Linked DNA regions of Zea mays: region 1 is linked to region 2. A link is a contact called in public Hi-C data. All regions are on one chromosome and are shown on one strand. The core of a region is the stretch at or near the end of the contact, and the rest is flanking DNA. Distances in the headings are between cores, read along the strand shown.

Region 1 (3,027 bases), core at 265-2,764, 150 kb before region 2:
AACCTATGTCTACCCATTTATGGCTGGTAGTATTTAAAACACAGCACCCTCAATGTTAGGCCTACTTGCCTAGTAAGTTCTACACACACAAAAATGCACATTCTCAGGAAAACTAGAATATAGGTCCATATAACTTATAAGACATACAGTTGACAAAAATCAAATCCAGCAGTGATGAGAAAGATTTGTCAATAATAAGAATTTTAAAAGTAACTTGATTTCCTCTTCTGCTTGTTTCCCCTGAATCATAGGAGGGAGACCAAAAGGAGGAAGATGATGAGACATACTACAACTAGATCATGACAAGAACAGAAAACCTAATAAATTGACAAAATCTGAATTGGCCCCTCAGAAGTAGAACTGGTCCAGACACTATGAACCTAAAGTATAAACTTGCATTAAAGATATAAATAATTTGATCAAAATTCAAACAGCGAGACAAGGTCAATCACAGATCATCAGCGAACCTGCAGAAATAAATCGTGATATAAGGTAGCTGTGAGACGACCAGTGCAGTTGCTGCGTGGACAAAGCATCAAAGCTCAGTGAAGCAATTTTGCTAAGTGTTGCGCCAATTGTACAGATCACATATCATATTATCAGTAGCAGCCAAACAAAAAAAACGAACATGGATCACTAGCGCATAGGCCCCCACCTGAAATGGTCTAATCCCACCCAGATCAGGCTATACTAAAGCGAAATTCCACATAAATCAATCAATCAAATCAAAATATGAAATCCCAAACAGACCAGCGCTAAAGTAGCTGGCTAGTGCCCAACATCTGACGCAGGAAGGAGCTACACAAATCTGGAATCGAATGTCTCCATCCAATCACATCCAGTTCCCAATCGAACAGTAACCAAGTGGCACATAGGCACCGAGTAAGTCAAACATGCTGCACAGAAAATTTTTACCGGGTGCAGAGGTCGCACCCGCGTCAAATCTCAATCCCATAGCAACCACCGAACTAACTGAACCCAACCAACTGAACCGAATACTGTTAACATGAACAGGAGGTAAGGAGCGGGCACCAACCGGAGATGTCGCCGCCGTTGCGCAAGACGGAGGCGAGCCCGGGGTCGGCGATTAGCGCGCGGGGCCCCGGGATGCGGGAGCCGAGCGCCCAGAGGCGGAGAAGCGCGGCGACGCGGAGGAGCAGGAGCCAGGTGACGGCGAGGAGGCCCGCCCACAGCAGCGCGTTGGTCCCGCGCCGCGCGTAGTCCCGGAGGAAGGCGCGGCCGCCGCCGACGCAGGCCGGCCAGGCGGCGGGTCCGGCGGTGATGAGCGCGCCCAGCAGGGTGAACGGCACGCCCGTGGCGTTGCAGGAGGACGGGGATGCCATATACCGCTAGGGAGGGGTGGAAGGTGCAGCTGGCGGAGCTGCGAGGCACGCAGCGATAGGAAGAGGAGGAGCTCGAGCTCTCCCGGGAAGAAGAGGGGCGGAAGACTAGACGGCACATTCGCCTACGGCTCCTCTAGAAGAAAAAAAAAAGGATCTAGGCTATCGTCTTCTGTTTTGGTCCTCCTGTAATTGAGGAATTCATAAGCAGGTCCTTAACAAAAGTTTTTAATGTTTGTAAAACATTTTTTAGAGAAAAAGAAGAGCTTTTCTTAATCTCGTGGGCTTGCCAATTTTTTGTATATTGTTGGTGAAACTCCACTGTTTCAGAAAATTATCTTCACCTGAACAAGTGATACAATACAAACTCTGAACACCACGGAGCGCGGCACAAACCACCACTGCGCTTTTTTTCCCTCCAAGCGAAAACGACAGGCACCGCACTAGGCGGCTAGGCCGATGTGCACTGTCGGTCAGATCATCAGATGAGGCAACGTATCCACGCTCGCGAGGTGCCGGCGACGGATTTGGCGCCGGAGACCGGAGCGCCTGCTTCACGCTGTCCAATCGCTTGGCGCAGCGAAAAGAACACAGGATCGCGCGCTGCGGCCTGCGGCTGGTCAGCTGGTGGCACCGAACTTGGAAGCATTCTCGTGTGGTCGCCTACTTGTGTGCGGTGTCTTGCGACTACATTTGTGCTGTGCCTAATAGGCCGGCCCAAAGCACACAATTTTTGGCACGGCCCATATCTGGCACGGCCCAACCTAATTGTGGGACTGGGCCGGCACGGCCCATATTGTGGGTCGTGCCTGGGCCTCATGTCAAGCCCACGGGCCGGTCTGGCATGGCCCATTTAACTAAGGCCCACCGATGCCCACTAAATATAGACTCAGTATTTAACTAAGGTTCGTCAAAGCTCACATGACTAGCATAACTTGGAGAATCTAGAGCTTCAATAAGCCATCGAGAACCAATACCTAGATATGGATAGTGAATAGTGATGATCATTGTATATGTATTCTGTATGGATGTATAGTACTCAATTAAACACTAAACAGAGAACTAAATATTATTTATGAGCTAGTTGTTTTTTTCTTTCTGACCAAAGGTTTATATGCATCCACAAAACATCTTAGTTTTATTTTGGTCATATATATATATATATATATATATATATATATATTACTTTTTGTTGATGTATTACTGTTGTATGTATATGGGCCGGTCTGGCATATTAAGGTATTTTGGGCTATTTGGGCCGGCCTGGCACACATAACTAATTGTGGACCGTGCCGTGGGTCGATGACTGGGCACACGTGCTGGCACGGCACGACCCATAATTAGATATGTGCTTTTGTGGGCCGTGCCTTTGTGGGCCGTGCTTTTGTGGGCCTGTGCCGTGTCGGGCCAGGCCGGCCCACATGTACATGTATACTTGCGACCCTCGCCTGCCGTTTCTTTATGGCCTTTTTCTTATTTTTGTTGCGTTGACTCTCGGTGGGATGAGTGGCAGTTGCCCGCATCCGCCAACCCAACCTCCAGCGCAGGTCAACTGCTGGGCCGTGGGCCCGTGTGGCTCGAGCTCGGGCGGGCTCCTCGCGTTGCCGAATTGACGTGGCGGTAAAGGTAAAGGCAGCGCCGGTTTTCCTTTCGGGCAGATTGTTATTCCTCTGGTTCCAGGGTTCAT
Region 2 (3,127 bases), core at 170-2,669:
CAAGGAATGCCATCATCTCTTTCTGCAGCGGGAAGGGAACATCCACCAGCACATCATAGCAAGCACTGCTATGCGCTTCATTCCCCGACAGCTTAATCTTGTGCTCCAAATTGATGGGTGGCGGGGCAGACAGATGCTGAGATATCCTCTGTGACAGCATTGCAAACTTGAGCTTGTCCTCCCCAAACACCTTCTTCAATTGAGGGTCACACATGAAGAAGGAAGGATCATTTGGGTTCTGAAGCTTCTTTGCTTTAATATACTGCCAGAGGGCAGCAATCACCCGTGCGCGAGTGTCCACCTCCACCCCAAGCACCTCCATAAGCGGCTGTGACAGCTTGAACTTCTCAGGATTGTAGTTCATCTCCAGCCGGATGTTTGCAACAAACTCTTTATCCCCTTTCCTCTTTACCTCGAACCCTTCCTGCTGGGCAGCTGTCCGTGCATTCTCCCAGATGATGAGCGGATTCTCTGGGTACAGAGAGGGGTCCAGCGCTATAGTCACCCTCTTGAAGAATTGGGAGAACTTGGGGTACACTGGGTTGTGCTTGGGCACAACACTGGAAGGATCCAGCTCGGCGCCGTCCTCCAGCACGCGACCAATGATCTTGAGCGACCAGGTTGGCGGGTCAGCATTCTTGGGCGGTGGGATGGTGCGAGGCCCCTGGTTGGCGAAGGTGTTGAAGACGTAGATGCGGAGTGTGCGCTGGAGCGAGGGCGGCGTCTTGAGCGCCTCCTGGATGTCTACCTTCTTCCGCGCAAGCGCGGCGTCCACGCGGGCCTCGAACTCGAGCAGCTGCGTGTAGAGGGCGGACTCTGGGAGCAGCGCGGCGACGCGGTCAGGGAGCTGCTTCTCGGGGAGTTTGCGCTTCTTGTTGCGCCGCGCGGCGGGGGTGAGGTCGACGCCCCCAGAGTTGGCAACGGCCGCCGCCGCGGCCGCAGCCTTGTACGCGGCAGCCGCCGAGGCCGCTGCGGCCGACGAGGTTGAGCCGGGTGCCAGGGGCCGGACAGGGGGCTTTTGCGGGGGGCGCTTGGCCGATCCTGCAGTGGCGGCCATGAGCGGAGTCTGGGGTGATGACGAGGCACCCATGTGGATCTGGAAGGCGGGGTTGTGGGTGGGCGGCGTGTGGAAGAGGCCCTGGAAGGGGGAGCCGGCGAGGGAGGGAGGGCGGAGGTGGGTCATGGGCGTTGCCGGTGAGCCGCCCGTTTGAGGCTGCTGCTGCTGATGCATTGGACGCGGCTGGGTGGGAGCGCCGGTTGGGTTGGGGTTGCCGCCGGAGGACATGCGCCGACGGTCCCACGGCGAGAAGGGCGAGATCGAATCTCTCCCGATAGGAGGAGCTAGCTAGGGTTTGGAGGGGAGAGAGGTTGGCGACTGACAGGGATTCGGAGAGGATGATGAATGGGAGAGAGATAGTTGGGCCTTTCGTGGGCCGGGCGTTTCTTAATGATTCGCTGACGTTGAACGGTACAGCGGTAGAACGAAAAAGTCCATGTAACCCGCGCGTAATTTTAGTTTGCCTTCCTCAATAAAGGCCACTTTGAATCATGAGCTAAAGCAAGGTGACTAAAATTTAATCACTCTAAAGCTATATTTGGTTCCATTAGTACTATGAGTAGGGGTGGAAACAGATCGAATATGTACATATACAAATTCGAATGTCACAGTTTACCAAATTTTAGTCCAAATTCGGATATGAATTCGAATATCTTCGGATATGCATACAAAACGGATAGTCGAATCTGAATTGTTATTCGGATATTTACTCAATTCAACTCAAACAACATACTCTAAAATTTCACATATGTTGATTTTTATTTAAGTATAAGTTTATAGATAGTAAGTATATAGTCAAAACAAATTTAAATTAAAGTAGATTTCTCGTGAACCTCGATATCCAAGTCAACAAAACTATATAAATAATATTTTTAAACTATCGAATCATGTAACAAAGATAAATAACAACACATTATATTTAATAAATAACATTTGTACAAATACGAGTAAACAAAAATTGATATAAAATAGTTAATGTATCGAGAGAAAAAATCATTCTAAAATGAATGAATGCCCTATATAAATGTGTGTACCAAAACATAAATGAAAACATGAAGAAAAATATCTATATATTGTAAAGTGGAGAGTTATAGTTGAATGTTTATGAAACTTTGTTGAGATGTGTTCACTATATAGACAAAGTGGAGAGTTATAGTTGAATTTTATTATTGAATATCACAAGAAATATAAGGGTGATTTATTTATTTATTTATCATATAAATATTTTTAATATTTAAATGGTATATATCATTTTTCTAGTATATTATTAAACATAAAATCATTTGTAATTAGTAATCAGTGATAAAATTAAGTTTTAAATGGTTTCATCGAACATATTTTTTCACAAATACGGATAGTATCGTATGTTTATTGTTTTTTAAATACAAATACGGAATCAGATAGAGAAAAGGTACTATAAATCGAATTCGGATACGTCCATTTGACATCCATATTGAAATCGAATACGGATACAGATATCCATATTAGCAGTTTTAACGAATACAACAAGGATAATTTGGATTTCCATACATCCATTTCCAACCCTATATATGAGGACTAAACTGACCCGAATGCATTAAATGCAACATATAAAAGACTGAAATAGTCTTTTTCTTGTTTCCCGTATATGACACCAGTTTTCTAAGTAAGGTCATTTAGAGTAAATGCTGCCCTTTAGTCTCTTTTAGCATTCATGTGAGGGACTAGAGACTAAAGCCAATTAGTATATATTTTAGTCCTTCCGTTTGGTAAAATAGGGACTAAACAGGACTAAAAACCAGGGGCTAAAATTAGTCTCTCTAACCAAACAGGGTCTGAAATCTAAAAATCCAAATTGAAAGAGCTAAAAATAGAAATAGCAAAAATGCTATTGGCAGGCCTCGACGACGACTACAACTAGGTTGTGACCACACTGAAGAACCAATCTATATACTGTGGGGAAGCCTACGCGCAACCCCTAAGCTTCGAGCAGCGCAGTGAACACTGCTCCATGGCTCAAGTTATCACTCATCCTCGACAAACATTGTCCCTCGAGCTTATCCAAAAAACCCTTATCTTCGGATGTACATT

What was found. Hi-C and Micro-C count contacts between places; a contact is called where the count stands out from the background.
Region 1: a Hi-C map of bundle sheath shows a contact between it and region 2, with 4 times the contacts expected there. The contact joins the promoter of LOC100286850 here to the promoter of LOC100382816 in region 2. A contact is called at or near these places in 2 of 25 Hi-C or Micro-C datasets (bundle sheath and leaf).

Annotation. Positions count from the first base shown.
Region 1 is chr2:220,774,119-220,777,145 of Zm-B73-REFERENCE-NAM-5.0, reverse strand. It overlaps LOC100286850, which reads right to left and starts at 1,514. Exons shown (of 7, transcript NM_001159621.2): 1 at 1,037-1,514. The coding sequence starts at 1,343.
Region 2 is chr2:220,628,764-220,631,890 of Zm-B73-REFERENCE-NAM-5.0, reverse strand. It overlaps LOC100382816, which reads right to left and starts at 1,419. Exons shown (of 2, transcript NM_001368202.1): 1 at 1-1,419. The coding sequence starts at 1,285.